Linked DNA regions of Mus musculus: region 2 is linked to region 1. Evidence: chromatin contacts called from public HiChIP or PLAC-seq data. All regions are on one chromosome and are shown on one strand. Each heading gives the region's core, a stretch centred on a gene start, on an enhancer-like site or on the middle of the called end of the contact. The rest is flanking DNA. Distances are from core to core; before and after follow the strand shown. Region 1 overlaps Pip4k2b (phosphatidylinositol-5-phosphate 4-kinase, type II, beta). Region 2 holds the start of Cisd3 (CDGSH iron sulfur domain 3).

Region 1 (3,258 bases), core at 118-2,617:
CCCAGGGTGGACGTCTCCTAGCCCCTTTTTTCTTAGGGTGTTCATATCCCTGGCTGCAGTGCTTCTCCAGATAACCAGAGCTGCTCCGACCTTTGACCTCAGACGAGGCTCTGTGTTTGATGTGTGACACGTCTGTTCTCACCCCCAGAGCTGCTCTCGAAACTAGAACCGCCTCAGTGTGAGGTGACCGAGTTCTCATCTTGACCCTCACAAGCAATATGGCCTCAAGCGAGCTGCTTAAAGTTTCGACACTCGGGACACAGGGAGACAGACCAAGGGGACCACTGAGTCTCTTGGGTAACAGAACTTAGGAAAGATTCAAAAGGCCCAGCTCAGGGAGCCACGGGCATGGATGCCTCTTTCCTAGGTATTGATCCCATCACTTGAAAGGATGATGTCATCTCTCTTGCCAGTGCCTCCCTTGGGTGGGCCTGCCTCATCTGTGCATGTCGGAAGGCAATGAGAGGGGCCTGTGCTTCCGTCTCTCGTCCTCTGTCCCCCGCTATGCTCAGAGAAGCCCAGAGAGGGTGAGACATGTATATAGACAAGGGCATGTGGACTTCAGGAGGTAAGATGCAGGGGTGATCCTGCTGCCCAGGTTACTAAAATCACACCCGCTGGGACCTGTTCCCAGGGAGGTTCTTTGCCCAACCTTCCCCAATCTCATGAAGTCCTTCTTGGTCACTTAATACAACCTCACAAAACCTTCTGGAGGGGCCGGAGAGATGGCTTAGTGGTTTGAAACATCTATTCCCAGCACATAACAGTAACTCCTACTCCAGGGGAATCCGATAGCTCTGAGTGCCATGGCACTGGCTCACACATACCACACACAGACACACCCGTAATTAAAAATAAAATGACTTAAATATAAAGGCCAGGTTTGATGACACACATCTTGAATCTCAGTACTCAGGAGATAGAGACATGTGGATCTCTGTGAATTCAAGGTTAGCCTGGTCTACATAGCAGGTGCCTGGTTAGTCAGAGCTCCATGATAAACTCAAAAGACAAATGAGCAACAGCAACAACAACAACAATAACAACAACAACCCCATGGGGAACCAGCACTCTCTTCCCAGGGGCAGCAATACCAAGAGGTCGGGAGTGCTGGCATTCAGTAGTAAGGGTGCTAAATTAAAGAAGCCTGTCCTATAAGTCCCCAGCCCAAAAAAGGTGAGTAGGCTGTGTCAACCAGGTGTCCTCTCTCCCTGCCTGGCCCTGTAACAGTAAGCCAGGTGAGGATTGATACACAGCCCTGCCGCCTGCCTTGTGTGCAGCATCTGGGACTCCCGAGCACTTTGAACACATGAGCTAAGCGTCCCCTCCCTGAACAGCAGCCTTGTTGCCCTCATTTCAGCCTTGAGCACGTCATGTGCCCAAAAGGCTATTAGAGGCAGGATGCAGACACGGAGAGGATGTGGTGAGACAGCCCAGGGACAGGGGACAAACCACAGGGGAAGGAACAGAGCCAAGCCACTTGGGGTGGCAGAAATGGCAAGACATTTTCAGAAAAGCAGACTCCATTCAGGTTATGACTGGGTTCAGGGTTTGCTCTCAGCAGAGGAGCTGGAGGCGACCTCAGGACTTCTCAGCCATGGACCTTTCCTCCGGCTTAGGTCCGTCGCAAGCCTGGCGTGTGCTCTCCCCTCCTTCCTCAGGACACTAATAGCTGCCTGTGTGGCCTCCTGAGTGGGGGGAGGGGAAGGGAAGGCTCTCATCTCCAGACCCTGTGAATTCTAGCAGGTTCACAACAGAGCTTTCTGGGGTTTAGGCACTTGTTTTTGATCCCGCTGTGGTATCAGCACAGGTGACTGAAAAAGTCACTGCTTAAGGGCAAAGGAAATCTCCACCTTCACTAGCAGGCTGTGTGCCAGGAAAAGAAGGGGCTCTAAGCGCAAGGTAGAGCCGGTGCAGAGCCATGGCTGCTGAGTCAGACTCTGCTGCCCTGACTGACATTCCCCATAGGCCAGTGGCTTCTAGGACAGGATCATGCTCTGAAGGCAGCAGTCGCCCGTCCCCGGCCCACCACCGGGAAGACAGGGGGCACGCTCAGGAGTGGTGCTCTAACTTGGCAGTAGGATGATGTAGGTTGCTACCCCTGATGCCTTTCTTTGCTAATCTGTCTTACCTGCTTTTAACAGGCCTCCTTGCATGCACGCTCTATCTCAGTCAAACTACCAAGGAAGGGTTCTTCAGCCTAGACTGGGCGTGTCAGACTGACAAAAAGCTGCTCCCACACAGCAATCTCCCGCTGCTCCCCCCTCCCACCCCCCCAAAGCAGGAGCATCCTCTAAGGCTCCTACAGGCTTACCAGTCCTGGTCTGCTGGCACTAGGCGTGAGCTTGGACAGGGAGATGCAGTAGCCCAGGGACAGCTGACACTCTGACCCCTGCCCATCTTGTGGCTTCCTGACCCCCACATCTCTGAATCCCCCTGCTGTGCCAAGACAGCTCCGTACCTACCTGGTAGTCCTGGTCATCGATGCCGAACCTCTCCCTGAGGTTTCGGAACACCATGGGGCAGTACTCCTTGAACTTGAAGCGGCTGGGGAGGTTTTCCCTGGAGGAAGCAGACACAGGCTTTGTGAACCACCCTAACTCAGCCTGAGCAACACCAGAGCCTTCAAAGCGTGGCCTGGAGAAATTCTGGAAGTGAGTCTCAAAATCTGCATTTTATTTTCTTCCTTCCTTCCTTTCTTTCTGTTTGCTTGTTTTTTGTTTTTGTTTTTGTTTTGAGGTCTCACTCTGTAGACCAGGCTGGCCTTGAACTCACCCTCCGCCCACCTCTGCCTCCAGAATGCTGGCGTTAAAAGAATGTACCAGGCTGGAAAGATGGCTCAGCTGTTAAGAGCACTGACTGCTCTTCCAGAGGTTCTGAGTTCAATTCCCAGCAACTACATGGTGGCTCACAACCATCTGTAATGGGATCCAATCCCATCTTCTGGGTTGTCTGAAGACAGTGACAGTGTACCCACATACATGAAATAAATAAATCTTAAAGAAAGAAAGAAAGAAAGAAAGAAAGAAAGAAAGAAAGAAAGAAAGAAAGAAAGAAAGAAAGAAAGAGAGAGAGAGAGAAAGAAAGAAAGGAAGGAAGAAAGAAAGGAAGAAAGAAAGAAGGAAAGAAAGGAAAGAAAAGAGAAAAGAAGAGAAAGAGAATGTACCACTACATCTGGCAAAATCTGCATTTTCAACAAACACTGTAGGTGATTCTAGGCAGGTAGAACTTTACCCTCATCTCTGTAAGAATCGTCTA
Region 2 (3,426 bases), core at 732-3,231, 43 kb before region 1:
GGTTAAAGGCGTGCGCTACCACGCCCGGCACAAGGTCTACTCTTAATGTAGCTTTGGTCGTCCTGGAACTTGCTATGTAGACCAGGCTGGCCTCAGCCTCCTGAGTGCTGGGATTAAAGGTGTGTGCCACTATGTCTGGCTTTGGTCCATTTTTTTTGATAAAGAGCTTGGTAGAAGGAGAGAAAGGATGCAGATTTGGGGCCATCTCTATCTGGGAGGGGGAGGATGTGGTTTGCAGAGCGGAAGTGGAGTCTCAGAATGCATGAGTGGATCTTAATGTCACCACCCTAAGTGAGAAGAGGTGAGCGGGTGACAGATGCTGAGCCTGTGCCCACCAGGGCAGGGGTGGCTGGGTCATGGCTGATGGATGCTGATCAGGGGGTCATTGGAGCTGGCTTTACAGGCTACTGCTCTAAACCTAGGAGTGACGTGACCTCAGCAACAGCAGTGACAAGCCTTTGTACCTGGCCTTCTGGTCATAACTGCCTGACTGTCAAGCCTTTTAGCTGCAGCTGGTTGGCTGGCTGTCCCTGTGTGTGTGGTGAGTGTGGTGGTGTGAGTGTAGTAGGGTTGTGCCCGTGGCGGGAAGGTATCTATGTAGCACTGACTGTCTTAGCTCTGAGCTGACGAATCCTCCACAGACAATGACACTTTAAGGGTTGCCTTTAAGAGAAGAAATAAATTGTATGTCCCATCCCCCTCTCCCTCATCCCCCAGCTTGTGGGTGTCCCTCTCAAGCTCCTGGGTCTACTGCTGGTGATCCCTTCCCTTCCTTGTGTGAAGACCCAGGGAGTTCCCACCCTAGACTCCTAGGAAGGGCCTAGACAAATGAGAGCCCAAAGAGGCTACCAGTTCCATTTCCTCTTCCCACCCTGGAAATGCTGACCTGTTTTCAGAGACACAGGCCCGCCCTGCTAGTCTCAGTCATCCCAAGAGTGCAGAGGGCCAAAGGGAGTAACAGACTGCTGGTGCCTGGGGAGAGGTGCCCACTAGGACAGAGGGAGGTGGGGCCAGGGAGAGGTGCCCGCTAGGACGGAGGGAGGTGGGGTCAGGGAGTCCCTCTGTTCCCTCCAGCCGCTTCCTCCTGGATTACAGGTGTGTCTAGTTCCCAGCAGACCACCTTGTCTTGACCTACTGAAGCGTTGGGGACTGAGGACCGTCCTCTTTCTCCTGTGTTCACTTTCTCCAGCCCCACTTGGGACTGAAGACCCGAAGGACTGTGGCTCCCTTCCTTCCATCCCAGCCTGTTTCCATGTAGCAGACCCTTCCTAAGGGAGCAAGGAAGGGAAGCCACAGATTGCAAACCCAGGGGCTCATTTTTCATTCTTTCTGAAACCTTTATATCCTCAGCCCAAGAGACGGTGTTCCCCTGCGACCTCCAAGCCTGGAATTGTGCATAGCCTGGGTCTTGTATCTTTGTATAACGGATGTTATTTGTACGAAGGGCAGTTCGTAAACAGCACTTGTTCTTTTAATAAAAGAATGTTTTACTAAAAAAAGAAAATCCAAAGAGACCTTGCTTTGTCTGGCTTTATTGTAGGGAGGGAGATGGGTTCCTAACTGGAGGCCCGAGGGAGGAGGACAGGATACGGTCAGTGACCCCTTTTTCTCAAGTACTTGTAAGAATAGTTCAAACCGGAGTGCACAGAATGTGCGGTGCAGGTGAAGATGCAGACGTCAGAGCCCTGCAGAGTGATAGATCCACATACACACTGACTGCCTTGAACTCTAGAGCCAGGGTGGCACCTGCCGACTCCAGGGCGGCTCGGCCGTGCCCATCCTGTGCGGGCCTGGGCGGTGTCTTCCTTGGGGGCGGAGCGGAGAGGGCGGCGACCCGGACGCGGCTACGCGCAGAGCGGCCATGCGCAGCGTGGGGGACGAGCCTGCATGCTGTGGTCATGCGCGGCGTCTGGGTGAGCGTCCCATCTTTGGTGACCCCTGGCCGTTCGGCCCCGCCTCCACCGGCCCAGGTCAGACTCCACCCCTCGGCCGCGCGTCCCCACAGGGCAGTCTTTCCGGAGGGAGCTCCCGAGTAGATGCCAAGATCCGCAGCGCCTCTTCTTTGAACCTTTTCCCAACCATTAAAAAAAAAAAAAAAAAAAAAAAAAAAGGTCCCACGCTCCTTTGACTTGTGGTCTTTCCCTTCCCTGATGGGCTTCCGGCGTCTCTCCTTCCCCACTGATTTTATTTTTCTGTTTCCAAATCATATCTGCCTGCCTGCCTTGTCGAAGCCGTATCAGAGGCGGGAAATCTCTTCTTGGCTGGTGAGTACACCTCTTGTCTAATCTCAGCACAACTCCTATCAGTTCCCCAAACCTCAAGAGCTACATCCAAGACAGCGACAGGGAGACCCTTGCTCCCAGCATGCTCTAGGGAAGGTTTGGTGGACCAGAGGGCAGAAGGCAAGGAACCAGGTCTCCCACTGAGGGGAGGACAGCCACCTGATTTCAAGCCCCAGAGTTTGAAGAAGAGTTACAGAACCCCCCGCCAACTAAAAGTATATCCAAGACTTGGGATCATCCCGAGTCACTCATCCACCCTGATCATAGGCCCGATGGTTCCCCAAAGACCCAGCCAAGCCAGTGGTGGCACAGAAGACACCCATCAGATTGGAGCTGGTTGCCGGGAAAACCTACAGGTGGTGTGTATGTGGCCGAAGCAAGAATCAGGTGAGTTACTCCTGTAGCTTTTCCTTTAGATGTGACACAGCCTGATCTCTGACGCTAACGGTTAGGCCTGGCAGTGTGACACGCAAACATCCATCTCCTCCTCTCCACGTGCTTGGGGTCAGCATGGTCTATCCTGGGGACTTTCAGTCCGTCCACATTTCCCTTCTTTCTGTATATAGGTGAGATACATACAATTGGGGGATGGGGCTCGATGGCAGGAACCAGCTCACAGGTCAGGGACACCACTATCAGGATGGCCATTGTCAGTGTATGTCCATGTCCCTCCCCAGGAGCCTAGGAGGTACAGAAGGGCCACAGCTCTGTGGCTGACTCAGTCTCCTCGAAGGCTGCCCGCCCTGCTCCTTCCAAGCAGCCCATGTGCCAGGCCTTGGTCCTCACAGCTGGGAGGATTCTGTTCAGTCTTCCCTGATGTCCCCTCCCAGGTCTCTTTTCACCTTGGATGTGACTTTTCCTGCTTGCCTGCTGCCATCCGATGCCATCCCAGCTGTACAGGAGCCCTTCACTGTAGCCGGAGCTTCTCCCTTTCATTCTGGAGAACTCTGTCCTGTTTCCCATGCTGTGGTTGAGACCATAAATCCAGCTCTGGAGGCTTCCTTTGTGGCCTTTGAACAGATATTCCAGAGGGTGGGGCAGTTTCAAGGGCATGCCAGCCAGAGGATTGTGGGTACATGCCCATGCCCTTTAGGCAGGGTGCTGGTTTTCTAGTTTTCACTAGTTCATCTCTCCGCACACTCTG

Evidence for each region. HiChIP or PLAC-seq counts read pairs in DNA pulled down with a chosen protein or histone mark.
Region 2: an HNF4G HiChIP or PLAC-seq map of pancreatic cancer cells shows a contact between it and region 1. The contact joins the promoter of Cisd3 here to the enhancer-like site in region 1. A contact is called at or near these places in 7 of 39 promoter capture datasets (the C10 cell line, HPC-7-derived erythroid cells, embryonic stem cells and 4 more), 1 of 15 datasets of contacts at CTCF or cohesin (large pre-B cells), 1 of 484 Hi-C or Micro-C datasets (Th2 cells), 10 of 115 datasets of contacts at active chromatin or transcription factors (CD8 T cells, the HPC-7 cell line, bone marrow-derived macrophages and 4 more) and 4 of 9 other capture datasets (adipose tissue, liver, macrophages and 1 more).

The regions. Positions count from the first base shown.
Region 1 is chr11:97,727,089-97,730,346 of GRCm38.p6, forward strand. Pip4k2b (phosphatidylinositol-5-phosphate 4-kinase, type II, beta) reads right to left here. Exons shown (of 10, transcript NM_054051.1): 3 at 2,466-2,562. Among named protein-coding and RNA genes, the nearest start is that of Pip4k2b, 16 kb to the right of the region's middle. Within about 2 kb of position 1,368, at least 128 of the 459 cell types and tissues checked have an H3K27ac peak or open chromatin away from gene starts, as enhancers often do. A contact at or near this core is called in CD8 T cells, the HPC-7 cell line, Th2 cells and 4 more, where this site is marked.
Region 2 is chr11:97,683,952-97,687,377 of GRCm38.p6, forward strand. It overlaps Cisd3 (CDGSH iron sulfur domain 3), which reads left to right and starts at 1,982. Exons shown (of 3, transcript NM_001085500.3): 1 at 1,982-2,264; 2 at 2,550-2,669. The coding sequence starts at 2,151. It overlaps Mllt6 (myeloid/lymphoid or mixed-lineage leukemia; translocated to, 6), which reads left to right. Exons shown (of 20, transcript NM_139311.2): 20 at 1-1,507.